5 separate regions of the Mus musculus genome follow, and all the other regions are linked to region 1. A link is a contact called in public Hi-C and promoter capture Hi-C data. All regions are on one chromosome and are shown on one strand. The core of a region is the stretch at or near the end of the contact, and the rest is flanking DNA. Distances in the headings are between cores, read along the strand shown.

Region 1 (5,185 bases), core at 886-3,385:
GAAGGACCACAGCTACCGTGACTACCCATGCATACTTCCTGCTCTCTACTTAAACCTAAACCCAGGTCAGGATTCTGAAGATGGGCTTTGGATCAGGGCTGAGGTTGGGGAAATCTTTTTTTTTTTAATTACTGGATCTTTCTTCTTCCTAATGTGACCACTTTGGAGATATCTTTTTCTGCTTTTAACTATAAAGTATGCCCTTTAATTGGCCTGTTGAGGTTGGGTGGCCAGACCTAGCTTGTTAGTTGGGGATTGACTCTGACCCAACCAAAACCCATGTTCTTCTTGTAACCTTACACATTCTGTTCGCCAGCCTCTGAGGAAACCTGGACCTTCTACACAGACTGTCAGGTTATGGGCCTGTCTTGCTTGGGTGCAAATAGCAATGACAAGGCATTCAGCTATTTCTGGGTATCTATATGGTCTTTCAACGTCAAAGAAGATAGCTTGAAGACAGAACAGGGTGTGAGGGTTTTGAGTTGCATTTTCCATCCCGAGGCTTAGGACAGATGTGCAGGGTCTGGATGCCCTCTTAATAAATTATAGTGGCTATTCCTGGTTGTCAACTTGACTATATCTGGAATGAACTACAATCCAGAATTGGAAGGCTCACCTGTGATCCTAATCTGGTGGCTGGGAGATACAAGTTTCTGACCTGGATCTTATCGTGGAGATTTTTTTTTTAAGATTTATTTATTATTATATGTAAGTACACTGTAGCTGTCTTCAGACACACCAGAAGAGGGAGTCAGATCTTGTTACGGATGGTTGTGAGCCACCATGTGGTTGCTGGGATTTGAACTCTGGACCTTCGGAAGAGCAGTCAGGTGCTCTTACCCGCTGAGCCATCTGACCAGCCCCTATCGTGGAGATCTTGAGGCATATACTGGCTATGAATCCCAAGAGATTAAGATTGGAAGCTCTCTGAGTTCAAGGTCATCTGGGACAAAGCAAGTCCCAGATCCAGGCATGGTGACACACACCTTTAATTTGGGCCGTATCTTCTGCTAGAGACCTACATAAGGACATTAGATGAAGAAAGATAGGCTCTCTCTTCTTTGCCTGCTTGCCCTGTGGAACTGAGCAACTGCTAGATCGTTGGACTTCCATTCACAGCTGCTGCTGACCATTGTTGGCGAGTTGGACTACAGAGTATAAGTCATCAATAAATTCCCTTACTATATAGAGTCTACCCATAAGTTCTGTGACTCTAGAGAACCCTCACTAATAAATGCAACACTGTTGTTGAGATTGGGACTTTGTAACCAGAAGATGAGGAGCCGCCAGAAACTTCCTAGTAGACAGATACTGATGGCAACAAAGTTTCTGAGGAGAGTGGATACAATGCTAGGATGTCAGCGAGAGTTCAAGCCCTGATTTCAAGTGGCTTTTAAAGCTGAATGAGGATTTCTTCTTTCCACCTCTCCAGCCTAAGGGTGAAGATGACTGGGAAACCGGCTCGAAGGGGTTTGTCTGGTTGGCTGCGTGCAGACACACCCCACACGTTAGTAGCAGAGCATGGAGCCCTAGAGGTTGGCCTCCAGGCGGTGCTCACCCTGCCGCTGCGAGGCACTCCGGGAATTGTAGTTTTTCTTCCGCTCCCTGCCTGTCTACTGGGAGAATAGTGCAGTAGCTCTGCAAGAAGCGTTCGCACTTTCCAAACCCAGGCTCGGGTCCTCCTTCGGTGGTCGGCATGCCAATGACATCGCAAAACCCCCGCCCCTTGGAGGCTGAAGGGATTTAGGCGTCTACACAGGGCCTGTAATGAGGCAGCTGACAGATGCACAGACAGTTCGTGAAGGCAGGCCCTGGCTCTTGTTCATCTCTTCCAAGATGTGTCCTAAGGCTTTGCTTTTTGTACGACCACGCTTCGTTCTGGCTTTTTGATCAGGCGGATCTGCGGGCAGCCCCGACGGGGGGCGGGGCTGGGTGGGGCGGGGACCTCGTGTGCTGTCGTCGCTTTGGGCCCTCGGGGCTGCGCCGCTCTCAAGTGCCCTGGGCTGCTTCGCTGGTCTGAGCCCTAGGCCGGCTCCACGGGGACCTTGGCGCACGCATGGACCTGCCCGCGCCCGGCGGGAAGCGGCCAGGCTGGCGGTGGCTGGGGCGGCGGAGCAGGGCCGAGGCAGCGGGCCCCTGAGCGCGCGCCCTGCAGGCCGGGCCGCAGCACCATGATGCCCGGCGAGACGCACCCGGCGGCGCCCGGGCCAGCCGACCTCGCGCGGTGTCAGGGCTGCGCCTCCCTGCAGCAGGTACGCAGGATCCCTGGCTGACCCTTTTGCGCCGTTTTGGGGGCGGGTGCCGGTGCTTTGTTTAATCACGGACAGAATTGGTTCAGCTGCTGCGATGCCGGCGGCGGACAGAGTGAGCGTGCTCTTCAGGACTCCTCGTCTTCCCGACTCAGGGTTTGCAGGGCCCAGTTTGGTTGGTGGGTGACGCTGTCTACGCGCGGAGGGAATCTTCCTCTCTGTGATGAAGGCCTCCTCGCACTCCTAATTATTTGTTGTTTGAAGGCAAGGGTTTTATGTTGCGTGCCCAGGTCGCTAGACTTCCAAGATTCCGGAACGGAACTGCATTTTAGCTTACACGTATCTATTAATATACTGCCAAGCTTAGCTTTTGTTAAGTAGCATGTTAGTTGTCTGATTAAAATTGTCCAATAAACATACGTGGGTCTAGGTAGTTTGTTACAGTGTCATGTCCTGTTCTTAACAATGGATCGCTGCAGATGGGTTCTAGGTTTTACTGATGCAATAGAAATAGTCCCCAGTGCTCAGGGCTGGAGACTCGCACAGCTTTCTGTCTTAGAGTTCCATTCACCTATTGTCAGTGGCAAAACGGAACTTGCCCTTGCTCCCGTTCAGTTCATCCCCTTTCTACCCAGTGTTCTAAGCACTGTTCATATTCTGGTAAACCACCTGGACACGGATAAGATGAACGTGCGCAAGTACGACTCGACAGGATTTTAGATGTTGGGAAGGAAATAATGGAAGATGTCAGGGGGTTCTGGTGAGGTGGTGTTGAGGCAGTGGGAGTTGTGAATGTTGAAAAGTAGCTCTGGAGATCGGTTTTAACAAGTGGGACGGTTTCTTGATGTTTGATGAGCAAAGCCTGTGGCAGCCTCGGGGTTGGTGAGACGAGATAAGGGATGCAGACTAGCTAGCTATCTGTGGAAGTTTGCTTTTTATTGTAAAGTGCAATGTCTCTGCGCCGATTCGTATGTTCTAGTTGCTTGGAGAATAGGAAATGGTTTGGCACTCTCATAGAGAAGATGGAGAGTCAAGCCATGTTGTAGCTAGGCCACATCGTGTAGGCATCTTATAACCCTCCCCTCCCTTAAAAGATTCTGAATGGAACGCTTCTTTAATGGACCATATTTGTGTTTTGAGCCTATTTACTCAAATTTTTTGATCCCCTGCTAGTTTATAACAATGTACGCAAAGAGAAGAGGAAAGTTACATTAGAAGCAACATATTGGTAACAAACAGGCAAAAGTAGGAGGGGAGAGTGGGTAAGGACCAGGCTTTTGGCTGCTGAGATTTTCTGGTCTTTGGAAAAATCGTATTTGAACAAGGTTATAGGAGAGCGAGTTCGGTTGATTTCTTTGAAGCCCGACATCCTAGTGGATGCCTCAAGGCCTGGGGTAGTTGCTTTCCTGGTGTGCTTGAGAAGACCGGTGAGGCCACAGCAGACTGAAGATTTAGGATTTGCAGAGGTCAGAAGAGCCAGAAGAGCCCTGGTTGTGTGGTTCTCATACACCCACACCGTTGTATGAGCTTGGGCTTCTCTGGATGAGGTGGTGGTGAATCATTGCAGGTATTTGAACAGACAGCTGTGTGACCCATTCTTCTTAGCCCTCTGGAGAGCTGCATTCACACACTGCTCACCAGGAGTCCCTGTCCTGTTGAGTGAGCAGTGCCATTGATTTCTTTAGGTTGCTTAGGCCAGAAACTGGTGGCTATCCTGGTGCCTTCCTTCTTTGACAGCCTGCATCCAGTCCGTTTGCTGGGTCTCTTGTTCCCACCGCCTGTCTTTATTTTGGCCTGGAAGCTGCTGCTTTTGCTTCCCAAGGACACCTTTGTTCCCTCCCTCCAGGTCACACTTTGGGGAGCAGGGAATAAAGGAGAGGTTCCTTTAGCTCTGTATAGGCCTGGTCTGTAAACCTTCTCCCTTAAGAGGCAAGATCATAAATAACTGTGCTTTGGGAAGTTGTTCACACCTGCTCACTTGCCACTGAGGTGTGAAAGCAGCCACAGACAAGAGTAAAAGAGCCCCAGGGCTGTGCTCCCACCAAGAGGAGGGTTGCTTCTGAAAAGGCTTTCCAGGCAGTAGTGTTTCAGAGCTAGCTTGAGCTCTGTATTTAATTTGCAAAGTGAGTCTGGCAAGATGGTAGAACATCCTAGGAGGCTCTGTGCTTATATCCTGTATGTTGAGAGATGGAAGCTTTTCTCTATTAATGTAACCAAAGCAAAGTATGTAGAAAAGCTTAAAAGTCACAGGTGGAAGGCACAAGATGAATCGACGAATGGGAGCTGTGTTTGATAAAAGGCAAATTATCTCACTAAAGTGATCTAGTGAGTATTAAGGGAGGAGTTCGTCAAAGCTCTAGGGGACAGAATGATAGCAGGAAAAGCCCTGGGTGTAAGAAGCAGAGCCGGGTGAAGTGATTGAATGGTTCTCAGGTCCAGGATGTGGAGGATTCCAGGGTTTCAGCCCTTGAGTACCCACATGAAGTGTGGTGGAAGAAGGAAAGGAAGCTGAGGTGGAAAGATTGTTGGAAATCTGGGCTTTAAAACCTTAGACTGGGGTGGTTTAGCTATTTTTCAGATATTTGTGAAATATATTTGGAATGTCCTAATGTACTTCCAAGGGACTGGAAGCCAGTTTTAGGTTTCTGTGGGCTTGGAGTTCATAATAAGAATCTTTTTCTGGTGGAGGGGTTAGGTAGTATTTTCAGTCACTTGAACTCTGACAGCCTTTAGCTTCTGTAGAGAATCTGTCAGCTGGGTCTGAGCCCTTGAATAAGAAAGCATGGAATAGGGAGGAGTAGAAAGAGATAAGAAGACTTACAGAGAAACTAGGTTGCTTGCCTGTGGGGAGGAGAAAGATGACTGAACATCATCACAGCAAGTGTTTGCTGTGTGTAGCTTAAATTTCTCTGGAGAGAAATAGCAGGAGAAGCCGT
Region 2 (4,577 bases), core at 1,415-3,914, 6.3 Mb after region 1:
CATCACCTGGCTGCTAAAGAAAACAGATTTTTGATGTGAAAATATAACTCAGTGGCCTTGTCCAAAATCATGTTCTATCAACAACAGAATTTATTCCAGCTGAGTTTGGTGGTAGATGCTTGTAAGGCCTGAGGTTGAAACAAAAAGATTTTTGGCCTGAGGCCAAGCAGGGCTACATCTAGTAAGACTGTCTCAAAATAAATAAGTGGATAGATAGATAGATAATTGCCTGTGTTTCTAGAAAGTTTGTCTTTTTCACTTTGTTCTTTTTAAATAAGCACACAAAATGTATCTATCTTCTTCACAGTTAAGTCCATTTGCCTGTGTGCCTCTTCCTCACCCGTGTGCAGTTGTTTGCAGGAGCCAGGAGAGAACATCATATCCTCCAAGGAGTTAAACGTTACTAGCAGTTTGTAAGCTTCGGTTTGGGTCCTGGGAACTGATGGTTTCCTCTGGAAAAGCAGGGAGGGTTCTGAACTACTGAGCTCACCTCGTTTTTGTTTAAAAAAAAAAAACTAGAAAATAGTTATGGAGGAGACAAGGAATGCTTATTATTTTTTCCATAATGAATACTCTTTTCATTGTTGTCTTATGAAATGGGTCTCAGTATATAGCCTTGGCTGGCCCTCACTATGTAGACTGGGCTCAAGAAATCACAGAGATCTGCTTGGCTTGACCTCGAGAGTGCTCGAATTTAAGCATCTGCCACCAGGCCCAGTATGAATATGCTTTTTAAAGTTTTTTTGGGGTTTTTTTGTTTGTTTGGTTGGTTGGTTTTTTTTCGAGACAGGGTTTCTCTGTGTAGCCCTGGCTGTCCTGTAACTCACTCTGTAGACCAGGCTGGCCTCGAACTCAGAAAATCGCCTGCCTCTGCCTCCCAAGTGCTGGGATTAAAGGCGTGCACCACCACGCCTCTTAAGACACTTTTTAAAAACTCATGTTGCAGCTAGGTATGGTGATGCACACCTTTAATCTCAGCACTAGGGAGGCAGAAACAGATTTATTTGAGTTCCAGGACAGCCCAGTCTACAAAGGGAGTTCCAGGACAGCCAGGAAATCAAAAATCCTGTCTCAAAAAACAACCACAACAACAAAAGCCTCATTTTCGGGGAGGTGTACATGTGCCAACAGCACATACAAAAGTCAGAGAACAACTTTTGGCTCTCTTCTTTCACCATATAGATCTCTGAGATTGAACTTAGGCTTGGGTTCAGGCAACTCTTTAACACTAAGCAATCTCACCAAGCCCTGAACGTGATCTTTTAAATCACTTTTAAAAAAATACTTCTTTTAGGGCCAGGAGGTAGTGGCGCACTCCTTTAATCCCAGTACTTGGGAGGCAGAGGCTGGCGGATCTCTGTGAGTTTTGAGGACAGCCTCATCTATAGAGCAAATTCCAGGACAGCCAAGGCTACACTGAAAACCCTGTCTCAGAAAATATTTTAAATACTATTATAAAAGACATTACAAGTCAGGCAGTAGTGGCGCACGCCTTTAATCCCAGCACTTGGAAGGCAGAGACAGGCGGGTTTCTGAGTTCGAGGCCAGCCTGGTCTACAGAGTGAGTTCCAGGACAGCCAGGGCTACACAGAGAAACCCTGTCTCAAAAACAAAAACAACAACAAAAACAAAACAAAAAAAAAGACAATACAAATTTTTAAAAATCACATACTGAAATTAACCAAACTCAAATATTATAAAGCTTCTAAACAGAATAGCCAATAAAAAAAATCTTATATGGCTAAAAAAAAATTACACTTTACCGAATTATTTTCTTTCAATCTTACCTATACCTGTATATATATTTTTTCTCTATCCAAGTAATTTCTTCAAGCTACACAACTACAGCCTTCTATTAAATATTACTCTTCTTGAGTGAGGAAGAGGAAACTAAAGCGGATAGCTCGGAGATAGCTTTAATCCCGGCTCTTGAGAGGCAAAACCAGGATGCCTGTGATTGCCTGGTCTACATTATTAAACCCTATAACCCCTATCTCAAACACATACTTATATCTTTTCCAGCGAATTTATCAAATTCCAGAAGTGGCGCATGCCTTTAATCCCAAAACTTGGGAGGCAGAGGCAGGCGGTTCTGAGTTCGAGGCCAGCCTTGGTCTCCAGAGTGAGTTCCAGGACAGCCAGGGCTACACAGAGAAACCCCGTCTCGAAAAGACAAAAAAAAAAAAAAAAAGGAAAAAGAAAGAAAAAAATTGAAAGTAAGAAAAACAATTCATAATGTAAAGTAGGAAAACAGTCTCCATCGTTCTCAACCGCTTTTTTTCTTTTCTTTTCTAGCCACCATCCTACAACCCCACCCCCACCGCCGCGTCCCCGCCTGCCACGAAAAGAATTTCTACCAGACTTGAGAGAAATGCTCCTAAGGAACAATCCATGTATAGGTAAGGCAGGAAGTGCGGCGTTAGAAGCCACGTGCTGATCTAAATTCTATGGACACCCGTCCAGCCAGACCCTGGAGAGGTGACTCTGTCCTCCGCTCTGTCTTCTTCCACTTACATCAGCATTGTTGTGGGTTAAACAGAAACCACGGGTTATGCAACTCTCCACCCTGCACATTTTAATCTACAACTTTCATACAAAAGGAAAGGTATGGCTGAGGTGGAAATTCCACAGCAGGCCTTTTTTTTCCTACGCTTTTCTTACAGAACCAAGGCACCACGCTGGCGTGGACCCTCCAAAGTGGATCAGCCTCGCCCCAAGGCTTGCACCACAGGACAGGTTACGACCCGGCGGCGTCACGCGCCCGGACTCCCGCAGGCTCCGCCCCGAGGCAGGCATAGCCAATGACGGGGCGGGGGCGGGCCCTGTCGGGGCTGTAGCCTGAGAGGCTTTAAAGCCTGAGCCCGGCGCTGTTCCTCCAGATTCTCGGACCTCGGCGACCTCCGGGGATCCGAGTTTGCAGACTTCTTGTGCGCAGCTAGCCGCCTCAGGTGAGTGACCCCCGCGGGTTTAAAGGCTTCCCGAGCAAGGGCAGGTAGGGGAATCTAGAATGTGGGAACCATAGCATCTGCAACCCGGACTGGAGACCCCCGGATGGGCCAGGATCTCGAGGATGTGTCCTCGGCCTCCCCGAAGTGATAGGCCCTTGTTGTCGAGCGGGGTCTTCATCAGGTCATGTGACTCCGGGCTGCCGGGACCCGTAGGGACAGCGGGACCCCCTCAAGCTGGTCACGGGACCCAGGGCTCCTTGTGCCGCCATAACATTCGCGGGCGGTGGCCGCGAGCGCGGAGCGGACGCCCATCCCCCTCTCCCCCGGACGGGCCCAGCTTGGCCCCTAACCCGAACTGAGATCGCATAAGGAGGCATCGCCTTGAGGCTTCAGTTCGCCTGATGTGCAGCTGTGCGTTAAAGTGTGTGGTGGCAACCCACCCTCTGGGTACTCCTGTATGCCCACTTGGGGTCACTAATACTTGTCAATAAATGACCTGGACCCAGTTGTCCTCTTAAGATTCTGACGCATACAATATCGGAAGACTTAAGACTACCGTGGCGCTATAATAAGAGAAAGTGGGGGGGGGGCTGTCGAGATGGTTCAGCGGGTAAGAGCACTGACCGCTCTTTCAAAGGTCCTGAGTGCAAATCTCAGCAACCACATGGTGGCTCACAACCACCCATAATGAGATCTGACACCCTCTTCTGTGCGTCTAAAGTCAGCTACAGTGTACTTATGTATAATAATAAATCCTTAAAAAAAAAAAAGCAAGAGAAAAGGGTTTACCCCTGTTCCAATGACTACTAGGCTGTTTTTGTTTCAGTAGCTAGAGTCTAGGAACCTCCAAAGATTAATTCCTGACTTGTTTTTCTCCACTCATAATCACATTTGTTAACACGTGCAAGGATGCTTCAACTCAGAACGGTTTACTGCTGGGCTGGTGGCTCATGGATCCCTAAACTTGAGAGATGGGTCATTGAAAAAGTTTAAAGCCTAAACTACATGAGAAACTGTCCTTAAAAGAGAAAGCTTCCGTGGGATTCTCATTTCCTCTTTTTCCTTCCCTAGGTGTTTGAACCATGAATCTTTTACTCCTTTTGGCTGTCCTCTGCTTGGGAACAGCCTTAGCTACTCCAAAATTTGATCAAACCTTTAGTGCAGAGTGGCACCAGTGGAAGTCCACACACAGAAGACTGTATGGCACGGTTTGTAGTGTTTACATTGTCTAGAGAGAATGGTCTTCCTTGCCCTTGGAAGTGTTTGTTTGGTTGGTTGGGTTTTGTTTTTGTTTTTCCAAGTCAGTGCTTCTCTGTGTGTCCCTGGCTGTCCTGGAACTTGTTCTGTGGACCAGGCTGTGAACTCAGTGCTAGGATTTAAGTCATGTGCCACCACTGCCCACCTCTTTCTCCCCCCACAACCCCCCTCTCTAACCCTCAGAAGTTTATAGCCAGAGAGTAGTCTCTAGAGGCCAGCTCTTAGCAGGAATAGCCCAATCATACATCCATTGTGAGCAGAGTAGAGCACATACATCCCTTTGTGTGTTTTCGGGAGGAGTGGTGCCTTTCAGAGTGTGTAGCTGTTCCTGTTCCAGTAGATCCATTTGGTCAGATGGATTGGTTTTTTTAT
Region 3 (5,019 bases), core at 662-3,161, 5.4 Mb before region 1:
GAGCTATTATTCTGGACTTCTCTGTGTTTTACTTGTTGGGGCTCATTTTGTAAATATTTGGATAAGCCAGATATGATGGCACACACCTGTGAGTGCTGTGACTTGAGAAAACTTGGAGGGTGATTTGAGAGAATCATTTGAGCTCACAAGTCTGAGATCAACCTGGATAACACAGCAAAACTTTGTCTTGAAAGAAAAAAAATGTATGCAACACACCAGGATAAGTGAACAAGACCCCTGAGTCTCAGGTCCCCAGTCCTTTGGGGCACTGAAATCACTGTGTTAGTATGTTAAATACAGATTTCAACGTCCAATTTTGGATTCACAGTGTAATAATTTTGGAAGTTAGTGATCCTGTGAACATGATGAACATGCCTAGGGTCCACCAGATATTCTGTAAGAAATATGGAAAGGACCAACCCCACAAGGTGACACAGTACAAGAAGGACAAGGATTCTTTGTAAGCAGCGTTATGACAGGAAACAAAGTGACTATGGTGGACAAACTAAGCCTATTTTCCGCAAAAAGGCTTCTACAAAGAAGATTGTGCTGAGACTGGAGTGCATTGAGCCCAACTGCAGATCTAAGAGGATGCTGGCTATTAAGAGATGTGAGCATTTTGAATTGTGAGGCGACAAGAAGAGAAAGGGCCAAGTGATCCAGTTCTAAGCTGATTTTGTTATGAATAAAATCTTGACCTTTCACTCCCTCTGATTGCAGTTGGTCTTTCTGGGAGGGAAAAAATGAAAAGCTTTCAGAAATTAAAAAACAAAAATATATATTGAATCCTTTCTAAGATTTTTACTTCATTGATCTGGTATACTGGGCAAAGTTGCTTTGTTATTGTTTTTTGGTTTTGTTTGTTTTAATTCCTAGGCAGATCTAAAGCCTAGCCAAGATTATGAGCTATTGAATCAAAGGATCATTAATTTTAAAAAATCCTTATTATTCTGTGTGAGCAGGGACATGCATGCTACAGCATAGTTTGTTAAGTCAGTTCCTACATCATTAAATGAGCTCTGGGCTACAACTCAGGCTGTCCCGTTTACAAGCACCCTTACTCCATGAATCATCTTGCTGGCCTCTTTTTTCTTTTTTCTTTTTTTAAAGCAGGGTGTCTGTGCTGCCCAACACTTGGGTTCAAGTGATCAACTTCAGCCCGGGTTGTGGGCTCTATAAGAGCTTGCCACGTGCCAGTTTACAGAGAATGCTTGCAAACCAGTAAGACTCATTTAGCTTGCACCTCTGAGCATAAGTATGGGGAGTTCTTATTGTGTTGCTCTTAATGTAACACTGAAAGAGAAATTGAAAGTGAAAACACACCATCTCCCCTTAAATCTAGTAATTTTTAAAAGCTTTGGTATACACAAATACTTAACCTATTTGTATCTCAAGCAATGAGTTATTTGTGTTAAAGAGAGCATATTACACATGGGAGCCTGTATGGTGTAGTGTATGGAATTGGACCTTTGGGTATACAGTATATGGCTGTAAAGTTTTCCCATGTTCTAGGTATTATTTCGCTTAGGGATGAGATTGCTGAGTGCATTTAAAATTTGGATAAATTTAGAGTGAGTCCGATTATCGTTCTTTGAAAAAAGAAAAGAGAAAGAAAATGATGCACCTACTCATATCCCACAAGAGCTAGAAAAATTCCACAAACAGGACAGCAGCCTGATGGAGGGACGGGAGGGGAGCCAGTACTTCCTAGCACGTGACCCCTGCCCCGCCTCCTCACAAACTCGCGTCGCGCAGGCGCAGGACGCAGGGGCTGCGGGAGCTGGGTGTTGAGGGCGGGGCGAGGACCCCAGCACAGTAAGTTAGGTTCTCGCGGTGCGGGAATTGGGTGAGGGGAGCGGGGCGGAGATTTCTGGCACGCTGCTGCTTCCGGTCGGACACCGCCCGGGCCTGCACTTCCTGCGTCCGCTGGCAGCGGTTCCGAGTCCTCGGGTGTCTGAGCAGGGAGCGTTTGGACCCTCGTGGACTGGCATTGGCAAGAGCCTCAGTGAACTGTTCGCCTTGACAGTTGGGCCACAGCCGGGACCTGCAGCCATTTAAATAGGCTTTTCCGCACTTGTGCCATAAACTATGAAAGCGAATCCTTCTGACGTCCCACGCACCCCAAATATTCTCCTGGGATGGCCGTCGGGACGACTGCTGGTTGCCGTGCTGTCCCTAGCGCCGCTCAATCTAGCAGCTGCGGCCTGTCTTCTTAGCAAATAAAACTGGTTTGAGAACTGCTAAAGCCATGGGGGTGGCTACCAGCCTTGCTGCGCTTCCTGCGGTTGCACCCAGCTGTATAGAGTAGAGGTGCCTTAACGTGGTTGTCCTCTGCACACCCTATGATACAGGCCTCTTAGGAAGCAGTCCGGGATTCAGACGCTGGTGAAACGCCTTGTCATCTTTAATACCAGACATTGGCAGTAATTCGCTCAGCTGCACGGCTTCATTAAATTGGGCAAGTGTTTTACTTTAGATATTTGTGAAGACAATCTTGTACATTAGCATTCCTACATAAACATTCAGAACCATCTTTTCCGATACATGTGTGCACTGCGAATATAAAACTCTCTATACGTTTTTGCCGAACGGTTTTTGTGACTTTCAAGATGATTTTCTTTCAGGCCACATGTTTTTTGTTTTTTGTTTCTTTTCTTTTATAAATCGCTGGCTGCTAGTGACACGAAAGTTACACCAAGCAACATATGAGCTTACAGATATTTAATTTTGTGAGGAGTAATGAACATTTACACGCAAAGTGTCCAAGCGGTAGTGAAATGTAGCTAGTCAAATGTATTTATTATCATCAAACTGCTACTGACTAAAGCATTTCCCTTCCCTGAGCCTAAAAGCCAGGGTGTCACCCTGGAGATAAGCACTGTGATAATTTGTGGGCCAGGTCCCCACTCTAAGAGTCCCTGAGTCATTGCTCAAGAGGAGTGACACATGAGTGTGAGTACCTTTAATTTCATGTCTTTTGTCTTCAGTGACTTTATACTTGAATGAATTATCTACATTAGAAAGGTGTTTAAAACTGTCGGGGCCATCCACTTATCTAAAACAAATAGTTTTATATGGAATTCTCACTTTAAGAAATCTAATTTTAGGGATCTACGAACAACAAAACAGTTTTTATTTTTAAAGACAATGGTAGAACAGAACATTTTTTATTTTTATTTTTTTTTGTCAAAAACTGTATTAAAAATTATGTTCTCCAGCACTATAGCACTTTAAAAACAGTGATTTTGGAGGGAGAGCCAAGGCATTATTTTTTTCCTAGTAGGAAGACTACAGCAGCAGGATTCATAACTCAACGTGACGTTCATTAGCTTCCCTGGAAAGTATCAGTGCTGCTTCTCCTTCTCCTTCTTGTTCTTCAAGAGATTTCTTTTTTATTAGATATTTTCTTTATTTAAATTTCAAATGTTATCCCCTTTCGTGGTTTACCTTCTGAAAACCCCCTCCCACTGTTCACCAACCCACCTACTCTTGCTTCCCAGCCCCGGCATTCCCCTACACTGGGGCATCGAGCCTGCACAGGACTAAGGGCCTCTCCTCCCATTGATGTTCAACAAGGCCGTCCTCTGTTACTTATGCTGCTGGAGCCATGGGTTCCTCCATGTGTACTCTTTGGTTGGTGGTTTAGTCCCTGGGAGCTCTGGAGATACTGGTTGGTTCATATTGTTGTTTCTCCTATGGGGCTGCAAACCCCTTCAGCTCCTTGGGTCCTTTCTCTAGCTCCTCCATTGAGGACTCTGTGTTCAGTCCAATGGTTGGTTGAGAGCATCCACCTCTGTATTTGTCAGGCACTGGCAGAGCCTCTCAGGAGACAGCTATAGCAGGCTCCTGTCAACAAGCTCTTGTTGGCATCCACAATAGTGTCTGGGTTTGGTAACTGTATATGGATGGGATGGATCCCCAGGTGGGGCAGTCTCTGGATGGCCTTTCCTTCAGTCTCTGCTTCACACTTTGTCTCTGTATCTTGTCTCATGGGTATTTTGTTCCCCTTTCTAAGACAGACAGACGTACCCACATATTGGTTTTCCTTCTCTTTGAACTTAATGTAGTCTGTGAATTGTATCTTGGGTATTCCAAGCTTCTGGGGTAATATCCACTTATCAGTGAGTGCATACCATGTGTGTTCTTTTGTGATTGGGTTACCTCACTCAGGATATTTTCTAATTCCATCCATCTCCCTAAGAATTTCATGAAGTCATTGTTTTTAATAGCTGAGTAGTACTCCATTGTGTAAATGTACCACATTTTCTGTATCCATTCCTCTGTTGAGGGACATCTGGGTTCTATCCAGCTTCTGGCTATTAAAAATAGGGCTGCTGTGAACATAGTGGAGCATGTGCCCTTATTAAATGTTGGAGCATCTTCTGGATATATGGCCAGGAGTGGTATAGCTGGGTTCTCAGGTAGTACTTTGTTCAATTTTCTAAGGAACTGCCAGACTGATTTCCAGAGTGGTTGTACCAGTTTGCAATACCACCAGCAATGGAGGAGTGTTCCTCTTTATCCACATCCTTGTCAGCATCTGCTGTCACCTGAGTTTCTGATCTTAGCCATTCTTACTACTGTGAGATGGAATCTCAGGGTTGTTTTGATTTGCATTTCCCTGATGACTAAGGATGTTGAACATTTCTTTAGGTGCTTCTCAGCCATTCAGTATTGCTCAGTTGAGAATTCTTTGTTTAGCTCTGTACTCCATTTTTAATAGGGTTATTTGGTTCTCTGGAGTCTTAACTTCTTGAGTTCTTTTTATATATTGGATATAAGCCCTCTATCAAATGTAGATTTTATAAAGATCTTTTCTCAATCTGTTGGTTGCTGTTTTGTCTCATTGACAGTGTCCCTTGCCTTACAGAAGCTTTGCAATGTTATGAGGTCCCATTTGTCAATTCTTGATCTTAGAGCATAAGCCATTGGTGTTCTGTTCAGGAAACTTTCCCCTGTGCCCATGTGCTCAAGGCTCTTCCCCACTTTCTTTTCTATTAGTTTCAGTGTATCTGGTTC
Region 4 (4,597 bases), core at 1,932-4,431, 5.5 Mb before region 1:
TCCTTTGCTCACGGAGTAACTCGGTGATTAACAAAAACATCTATGTCCAGAAGGCAGTCATTAAAACAAGAAGAGACAATCCTGGGGTCTGGTGGCCCATGCCTTGAATCCCAGCCCTTGGGAGGCAGAGACAGGTGGATTCTCTGAGAGTTCAAGGCCAGTCTGATCTACAAAGTGAGGTCCAAGACAACCAGGGTTTGTTACACAGAAAAACCCTTGCCTTGAAAAACCAAAAAAGTTAAAAAAAAAAAAAAAAAGATGTACCACATTTTCTTTATCTATTCTTTAGTTGAGGGACATTTGGGTTGTTTCTAGTTTCTAGCTATTATGAATAAAACTGCTATGAACATAGTAGACCACGTGTCCTTGTAGGATGGGTGATCATTCTTTGGGTATATACCCAGGAGTGGTATAGTTGGGCCTTGAGGTAGAACTATTCACAATTTTCTGAGAAAATACCAAATTGATTTCCAAAGTGATTGTACAAGTTTGTACTTCCATCAGCAACCACATCCCCTCGCTCTACATTCTCACCAGCATATGTTATCTGTCGCTTGAGTTTTTGATCTTAGCCATTCTGATGGGTGTAAGATGGAATCTCAGAGTTGTTTTGATTTGGATTTTCCTTAAGACTAAGGATGTTGAACATATCTTTAATTATTCCTTGGCCATAGGAAATTCCTCTGCTGAGACCTACAATTTGTCCTGTCTCACAATTTGTCCTGCCTACCAGATGTGCAGGAGTAAAATAAAGATAAAGCAGAAATTGAGGGAATGACCACAAAATGATTGATCCAGCCTGAGACACACACCATGAGAGAGAGAGACCACCCCTGACACTATTAATGATATTCTGCTATACTTGGAAACAGGAGCCTAGCATAACTGTCATCAGAGGGGCAACTGATGGAAACAGATACAGAGACTCAAAGCCAAATATTAGGCAGAGCTTGTGTGATACTGTGGAAGAGGGGGAGAAAGAATTGTAGGAGCCAGAGGGGTCAAGGACACCACAAGAAAACCTACAGAATCAATTAACCTGGGCCTATAAGGGGCCCACTGAACCTCCAACCAGAGAGCAGGCATGGGACAGACCCAGGTCTTTGGCACATATGAAGCAGTTGTACAGCTTGGTCTTCATGTGGGACTCCTAACCGTAAAGGCTGTCTCTGACTCTGTGGCCTGTCTGTGGATCCCTTTCCCCTAACTGAGCTGCTTCATCTAGCCTCAATGGAAGAAGATGGACCTAGTCCTGTGGCAATTTTATATACCAGGGCCTGTTGATAGCCATAGGAGGCTTCCTCTTTTCTGATGATAAAGGGAGGGATGGGAAGAGGGGAGAGGAGGAAAGAGGAGGAGACTGAGAGGAGGAAAAGGAAGCTGCAGTGGCTATGTACAGGAAAATAATTAGTTAATTAAATTTAAAAGGTTAAGATTCCAGGAGAAAACAAAAAGAAGTGAAGCAACCTGCAGTAAAGCAATAACTAGCTGAAGACTAGTTAGCAGGACTGAGAAGACTACTATTGGAGAAGAAACAGGAAGGCAGGCTTTTATCAGTGTAATATCAAAGCACAATGAATTAATGAGTAGCTAAAAGCAGAAGACTGTCTTCAGCTCTAAATCAGAACTTTTAATACTTAAACCTCCACGAGTATAGAACGAGCTGCTCAGTGGAAGTTTTCCCACCAGGGAAGGTGAAGTATGGGCTGGACAAGCTAGCAGGGAGGACCTTTATATGCCCCACTTCGTGTCTGATGAAAAGTACTAGAAACCTCTTAGGTTCTAGCAGCCCTTTGAAACTGCGTCCCTAAAATACCTATTCCACCAACCTGCTACAGCGCCTGCTCTCACTGACACCGCAATTACAGAAAGAAGAAAAGGATGTGCTCTGTCCTCAGAACAAGGGCCTGCAGAAACAGAGCCTTCAAGGATCATCTGTGTTCAACGAATCATTACTATGCAAAAAAAAAAAAAAAAAAAGAATACCAAATGTAATTTTTATAAAACTAAGCACCAGTTGATATTGTTTCTGTAAAGTATGTCCTACATTCCAAATTTACTCAACACAATTCTGGGGAGTGTGCCCTGTTTAGGAGGTAATCTACTTAGATAAGCTATTGAAAAGTTATTTAACCTCTCTGTTTTCGCATCTGTAAAGTAGTCTAAGTGAAGATTAAGGAGTACATTCCACGTAAAGCATGCTACACAGTAAATATACAGTAAAGCTTAACAGACACTAAACACATACCGCTCTGTATTAGATGTGTAAGGTGTTTTATTACAATTAATCTGTACACAAGGCTGCCAGATATGAGAGTTGAGATTTTAAATAAATAGCATTACTCCTCCTTTTCCTGCCAGAAAATCAACACAAGTGGTGTAATGTACAATTATATATACCTGAAACTTATCAGTGAATAATTTGACTTGAAAATAGAAACGTGCTTCTTCCAGAATTCTCCAAAGGAATCTAGCAATCAAAAAAAGGAACAGCTGATTATTCTATACCCAACAATGTTACTCCGAGCATACATCAATTAACCGCACACTTCACACAGTCCACATCTGTACCTTTTAGAACCGGTCCCTATTGCTACTCCAAAGACAAAGAACAGCCAAGCTGTTCCGTATCTGGAACCTGAAACTTATTAGGCCCGCTCTTCAACCCACATGAGCATAATCCTTACAGGTCGGCAAACGGAGGAAATACGATGAGGGGGGCTTCCTGACTAGGGTTCCGGAACGCAGCAGAAATCCACACCACTACCCAGACCACACACGAGGTGACCTAGCCTAAAGTCCCATATAGGCACAACCCAATCCAATTCAAGTGACAGAATCACTGCCACCTCATCACCGCCAAGTTCACTTTGTCAGCGAACATTCAGCCCCGCACAAAAGGAAGACAGCCCGTAACATCACGCTCATGCTCAGTATTTTCTCCCCCTAAATACCACTTCTACTGCCTTTAGATTTCAACTTCTGCCAAAACCGAAGCGATCAGAACCCACCTGGGCATGTGGGACTGCCACAAAGTACAAGTCTGAACAACGCATGCGCGCTTCCCCAGACATCGCTTGAGTGAGAGGAACTGGCAGAGCTATCATTAGCTCGAAATTTGATTAAAACGGTCTTCACATGGGCTGAGCGCGATTGGTTTTTGCGCATGCGCCTGCCCTTGGCCTGATGGGAGGTGTAGTTTCTAGGTGCCGCTCATATTTACTTCTGTATTTGTAAGCCAAACTTCTAGTCTTGTCCCTAGAGTCCGGCCCCTGCTCATGACTGGAGAGCAGGCTACAGGAGACCCGCTCAGCAGCCGCTTCTGAACGGCCATGCCCGCGATGCTGTTGCTGTTGGTGTCGGTGGTCGCAGCGTTAGCACTCGCAGCACCGGCCCCCAGAACACAGAAGAAAAGGATGCAAGTGAACCAGGCGCCCAACGTGGTGCTGGTCGCCAGTGACTCCTTCGTAAGTACCCAAAGGACGGGGAGCAGACACCGCCCAGAGCCTGTGGAGAAACATCACAGGGAACAGGACCCTGGGGTTGAGAGGTCCCGCATGCGCACACCTGCAAGCACGCATGTGCATACTAATAAAGTAGTAGAAAGAAGCCAGTCTCTAACTCCTGGGCTTTGCTCCTTGAACTTTATTCACTAGACCAGCAATTCTCAACCTGTGGCTCTCGATCCCTTGGGAGAGGTCGAGTCACCTTTTGCAGAAGTCACCTAAGACCATCGGAAATATCAGATATTTACATTACAACTCATACCTAACAAAATTACAGTTATGAAGTGACAACAAAAATAATCGTATGGTTGGGAGAGTCACCATAATATGAGGAACTGTATTAAACTGTTGCAGCATAGAAAGGCTGAGAACCACTAATCTAGACATTCTATACTTGTGTTAGCACTGATTTAAAGAAGTTATTTGTGTATGCATCACCTTAAATTTGATTTAAATTCATATGGAAAGTGAAAGGACCTCGAATTGGGAAGGGGAAAAAAACATGAAAAAGAAGACTGATTTAAAAAAAAAAAAAAAAAGCTTTTAATTTCAAAACTAATGGTAAAGCTACAATAGCCACAATAGTACTTTACATGCAGAACAATAAATATTCAGACCAGTAGAGTAGAATTAAGAGTCCAGAAATAGTCTTATAAACAAGTAGTGCTGGAAAAGTAAATATATACATGGAAAGGAACAAAATTGGGTCCTGCCTTCCACCATGTGTAAAAACAAAAGTTAGTCAATGATTTAAATGTAAAAGCTAAGGCTATAAAACTCCTTCAAGACAATGGAAGTGTAAATTGTCATAATCTTGGTTTAGGCAATTTAAAATGAGCCAAGGATTTGAAAAGACATTCCTACACAGAATATACACAGATAGCCAATAAGCCCATCATAAGAAGCTTAGATTCATTAATCATTAGGGAAATGTAGCTCAAACCAATTGATCCCCATAAGGATAGCCAGAATCAAAAGGCATAAAAATAGGAGGAAGTCATGTGAGATGATATGGGAAGAGCCAAGGGTGGGGAGGAGGGAATGTGGAGGTAAATATGATCAGAGTATGAAACTGTTGTGCTTGGCCTGTT
Region 5 (4,863 bases), core at 2,121-4,620, 7.1 Mb before region 1:
CCTGGTTCAATCCCTAGTACAACACACAACCCAAAGAGCTGGGACTGGCTGTTACACCTGTAAGCCTATTTAATCTTACTATGTGCGTGGATGTGGCAGAAGCATCATGAGTTTGAAGCCAGACTGGACTACAAAAACTATTTTAAAAACTCCAAAGTAGATATGTCAGTGACCAAAAAGCAGAGTAAAAAGTATTTAACATTACTAATATTATAGGACTGTGAACCAAAACCACAGCTCTACACAGTTATATGACTATGGCAATTACCCTTCTTTTAAAGGTTTCATGAGCTGGGTGTGGTGGCACACACCTTTAATCCCAGCACTCCGGAGGCAGAGGCAGGCAAATTTCTGAGTTCAAGGCCAGCCTGGTCTACAAAGTGAGTTCCAGGATAGCCAGGGCTACACAGAGAAACCCTGTCTCGAAAAACCCAAAAAAGTAAATAAATAAATAAAAGTTTCATGAAGATCTGGACAAAAGTTCACAACATTGTAAGGAAATTACAACCCTGTGCATGGCTGGTGGGAAAGAAAAATTGGTTAGTCATTGTGGTGCACAGTGTGACAATTCCTTAAAAACTTAAACATGGAATCACATTAGTCAGCTTTCTGTTATTATAACAAACACTAAGGTAGTTAGCATATAAAGAGAAAAGGTTCACTATGGCCAACAATTTTAGAGGGTTCAGTATGTCTTTAGTTGGCCCTATTGCTTGTGTACTTGTGGAAGGAGCACACTATGGTAGGAGCAGAAAGGAGCACATGGCAAAGCAAAGGGCTCACTTCTAGCCAAGAAGCAGAAACAAAGAGAGGAGGAAGGGGCTAAGGTCCCACTACCCTCCTCAAGGGCATGCCTTCGATGATGAAAACCTGTAAGCAAGACCGAATGGAAACCTCTGAGCACGACCTGATTCTTCCCCGTAGCACTTCTCTGAGGACGTAACCATAAAAGATGAGCATTCAAGATGTAAACTATTCCAAATTTTCATTTAATCAGCTTCATTTAAGGATATATAACCAAGAGAAATGAAAGTAAGGTAAACAGATGTTTGTGCACACAGCTGTATCATTTACAGTAGTAGCCAAAAAAGTAAACAATTCAAGCATCCACAGGTAAACAAATACATAAAAACTGATACATTTATACAGTGATTATTATATTCAGCTTTTAAAGGAAGGGCATTCTGACATATGCGATAACAATTGAAACGTAGGGACATTGTCCTAAGTTAAATAAGCCAGTCACAAAAGAACGAATGCTGTGTGAGTACACTCATATGATATGTCCACAATAGTCAGAGTCATAGACACAGAAAGAAGCTCCATTGTTGCCAGGGGCTTAAGAGAGTTAGCAATGAGGAGATAGTATTTAATATGTTACAGAGTTCATCCAGGAAAATGAGAAAGTACTGAAGACAAACAGCAATGATAGCTATTCAACAACATGAACATCATTTGCATTACTGAAGTCTTGAAATTGTTGTTGTTTTTCTTGTTGTTGTTGTTGTTGTTGTTGTCAGAGATGCCTCCTACTGCCCAACTAAAATATTTTATTAGGTACATTTTACTATAATGATAAAGAAAATGAAAAGTAAATTTGGTACAGAGGAGAGACATATTCACTAAATACTGACACTATTGGGCAAATCCAATCTAACAAAAACAAAGGGCAACATACATGACATTAACTGACTAAATGTTGCTCTTTATTGAGCATGGAAGTACCTTTACATGTGTACTGACCCTAGATTCTCCTCCCAAAGCTAACTAAGTTGGTGATCAATAAGCACAAACTATCATAAATGTAACAAGTCACTGAATACGCCTTCTCCAGACTACTAAGCCCTATATCTTTATTACTCCAGTGATAACAAATGTATTTCAACCTTAGAGCCTTTGTACTCAACTACACCATACCCCCCATAACTGTGGAATCCAGTTCCTCACTTAATTTGGATCTGTACTCAACAGCCCCTTCTCTCCTCCACTTGCTTCGTTTTTTCCTCGCTACCTTTCTCACTCCTGTTTATGCATCTGCATGAGGATTGATCTCCACCCACCACCAGTCCAGAACTTTCTGTATTGTTCACTACTATCTTCGCCGAACACAGCACATTATCAGACATACTGTTAGCGGCTAGTCAATACAAATAGATGAATGACTAGATCAATGCTCGAAGCTTTATAAATTCTATTTCCCTCCTGGCCTGGATTCTGTTCTCTATGTACAAGTGCAGCTGTAGTCTCGGCCAAAAAGCCATTCCAGGCAGCCCTTCGGTTCTCATCTCTTTGACAGGTTAAGGGACCAGACTCCGAGTTTAAAAGTAGGAAAGCTTACAAAATGCACCATACCAGTGCATACCAGTGCAATGACATTGAAACCCGAATTTAGCCTGCTCTGACTTAGTCTGAGAATGAAAAGGGGTATCTGTCCCTCACAAGAAAGGAAAAAGAATAAGGAGAAACAGAATACTTTGACAGTGCTTTAAGACAAGACCAACCATGAGCTTTAAGAGCACCACCACAATGGAGCTATTTCAAAACAAGGCAGTAACTGGTCCAGGCCACAGAACTTTTTCAATGCAGCTTTTTTGAGAATTTGGGGAGAATGGACAGTACGAATTGTCTCTTAAATATAGCCCAAACACTCTTAGGCAGAAGTTACTTGACTCCAAAGACAGACACTTTGGGAAAATGAGAAGCACGTGATGTGGTCTACTTCAGAAATAAGAAACTTACAGACAAATGTACACATCCTACTAACTACACATGATACAAGTTTTTGAGGGCATTTTATAAGCACACTTCAATGTTTGCTATTAATGCATGCCACAGCTTTGGTGGTTGACAATCTTTGCATGAAAACAAACAACTAAAAACAACTTCAACCAGACAACTGCAATACTGTAAGTGGAGGGTCTCTTCCTCTATCTAAGGTATCTGGTGAAAACCAGAGCTTCAGGGACTCAGACTCAGGCTAGCCACCCCAGGTCACACGTGTTCCTCCTGCCTGGAGAGTGGACAAGGCAGGTGAGGCAGCCCTTTTGCAAGATCTTGCACATAGGTAAGAGAAGTGACCCAGAGAGGACGCGTGGCTTCTGACAGTCAGGATCCCGGCGCCAGCATCCCGCCCGAGTCCCATCCAGGCCAGCCCCTCGGGGTCTCGCCCCTGCGGCGGCTGGCAGAGGTGGCCAGCGCAGTCCTACCTGAGCTCTGTCCCCAGCTGCAATGCTGAGAGGGTAGGTGCGAGGAGGCGTGGCCTTCCAGATCTCTGGGCGAACTCCCTTGCGCCCTGGCTCGGACTTTCTCTCTCAAGATCCGCGCCCCGACCAAGTTCGATTGCACTTCCGGGTCTGCAGGGAATTTAAACGTCATTACGCATGCGACGGCCGCGGCGCCAAGAACCCGGAAATGGGCGGAGCGAACCTCTACATCTGTTCCTGAGGCTCAGAGGGCAGTGTGTGTGTGGTGTGCGTTGTTGTGGCATGTCCCTGTCGTACGCTGCTATTCTAAACTATCCTAAAGCCTCGTTCTGAAAGAGGAATTTCAATATTCTCTGTGATGCTGGCCTTAAGCGAATTCCCCATGTCCGTCCATGGTTCATGTAAATTCACCCCACCCTTGATATTCAAGTTGAGACCTATGTTTGAAAAATTGTATTTATCACAAAATTAAGACAGGAAGTTAACCCTAATATCCTATTGAGAGCTAACTCAAATGAGAAGTATGTTGGTGTTCTGTTTATCCAAAAAAGGTCTAAAAATCCTTCTCTTTAGGGTAGAATAGTGGTGAGCAATAGACACAAATGATTTTAATATTTTATATGGTATTCTGATGTTTTCTCTGTTTTTTAATCCCAAAACCATTATTTTGCCAATTAAGGTCAAAGCATTTACTAAAGACACGAAGCTATGACTGACACCTCGGTAACTGTGAGGAAAGGCTGGTAGCTAGCAAACCTATATTTGTTATATTACCAGACAGGGAGTTCCAGAATTCTTGAAAGTATATTGTACCTCACTCCCATAATTTGTATCTCTTAAACTCAACTCCTGCTTCCTTCAGAACAAAGAGTGATGCAATTTATTGGCAGTGTGCTCTTACCCACTAAAATGTCAACTGGATGAAAACAGTGATTTTATCTTGCCTTTTAAGTATCCTCAACCAGGACAAGATGCCTGTCACAAAATATACAATAAACATCATTTGAATAAATTAATATCTATTCATTGCACTATTTGGAGAAACTTAATGGGAAGTCATGAGGGCAGTAAGGACATGTATGGATGGAGAAAAATGTAACAGGGTGTTCCTGAGGAAAAACATAACTTACTGAAATAAGCCAAGAATGCCTGGGTGGAGCCCATAACATTACAAAGTTTAGGGTTTCATTTCAGGCTGCAGCTCAAGTGGCTTGTAGGGTAGAACTTACAACTGAAGAAAAGCTTTGATTACAGTAAGCAACTTGAATTTTGTGTTTCAAACAGGGTTTTTTAAATCATGAAAAGCAACATAACATTTTCATTTTGATAGAATGACCAAAATAAACAAGCTCATTAAAAATAAACCTGAGGGGGCTCAAGGGAGAGTTCACATGTTAAGAGCACTTACTGTTCTTCCAGAGAACCTGGGCTGGGCTCAACAAATGCCTACAACTTCAGTTCCAGAGAATCCAATGCCCTCTGGCCTTTGGTGAGTTATATACACAAGTGGCTAACATAAGCTCACACAGGCACACACAAATACATACAAAAATCAAACCTCCTATAAATGGATAATCCTTGTCTAACCTTGAGGAGAAACATTGGACAAAATATGTAACTACTGCTTCTTCAGTCAATGTCACAATAAAGCATACATTGA

Evidence for each region. Promoter capture Hi-C pulls out the DNA fragments that hold promoters and counts their contacts. A called contact is a pair of places that touch in the nucleus more often than the background predicts.
Region 2: a promoter capture Hi-C map of pre-B cells shows a contact between it and region 1. The contact joins the promoter of Ctsl here to the promoter of Ice1 in region 1. A contact is called at or near these places in 1 of 39 promoter capture datasets (pre-B cells) and 1 of 484 Hi-C or Micro-C datasets (CD4 T cells).
Region 3: a contact with region 1 is called in a promoter capture Hi-C map of pre-B cells. The contact joins the promoter of Rfesd here to the promoter of Ice1 in region 1. A contact is called at or near these places in 1 of 39 promoter capture datasets (pre-B cells) and 1 of 484 Hi-C or Micro-C datasets (CD4 T cells).
Region 4: a contact with region 1 is called in a Hi-C map of CD8 T cells, with 8 times the contacts expected there. The contact joins the promoter of Arsk here to the promoter of Ice1 in region 1. A contact is called at or near these places in 1 of 39 promoter capture datasets (liver) and 2 of 484 Hi-C or Micro-C datasets (CD4 T cells and CD8 T cells).
Region 5: a Hi-C map of B cells shows a contact between it and region 1, with 5 read pairs. The contact joins the promoter of Fam172a here to the promoter of Ice1 in region 1. A contact is called at or near these places in 2 of 484 Hi-C or Micro-C datasets (B cells and CD4 T cells).

What each region holds. Positions count from the first base shown.
Region 1 is chr13:70,634,584-70,639,768 of GRCm38.p6, reverse strand. It overlaps Ice1 (interactor of little elongation complex ELL subunit 1), which reads left to right and starts at 2,135. Exons shown (of 19, transcript NM_144837.3): 1 at 2,135-2,252. The coding sequence starts at 2,172.
Region 2 is chr13:64,368,607-64,373,183 of GRCm38.p6, reverse strand. It overlaps Ctsl (cathepsin L), which reads left to right and starts at 2,664. Exons shown (of 8, transcript NM_009984.4): 1 at 2,664-2,948; 2 at 4,020-4,156. The coding sequence starts at 4,031.
Region 3 is chr13:76,015,454-76,020,472 of GRCm38.p6, reverse strand. Rfesd (Rieske (Fe-S) domain containing) reads left to right here and starts at 1,911. Exons shown (of 4, transcript NM_178916.5): 1 at 1,911-2,952. It also overlaps the pseudogene Gm4165.
Region 4 is chr13:76,097,244-76,101,840 of GRCm38.p6, reverse strand. It overlaps Arsk (arylsulfatase K), which reads left to right and starts at 3,181. Exons shown (of 8, transcript NM_029847.4): 1 at 3,181-3,467. The coding sequence starts at 3,333. It overlaps Ttc37 (tetratricopeptide repeat domain 37), which reads right to left and starts at 3,107. Exons shown (of 44, transcript NM_001081352.2): 1 at 3,012-3,107; 2 at 2,401-2,470.
Region 5 is chr13:77,707,197-77,712,059 of GRCm38.p6, reverse strand. It overlaps Fam172a (family with sequence similarity 172, member A), which reads right to left and starts at 3,370. Exons shown (of 10, transcript NM_001163419.1): 1 at 3,207-3,370.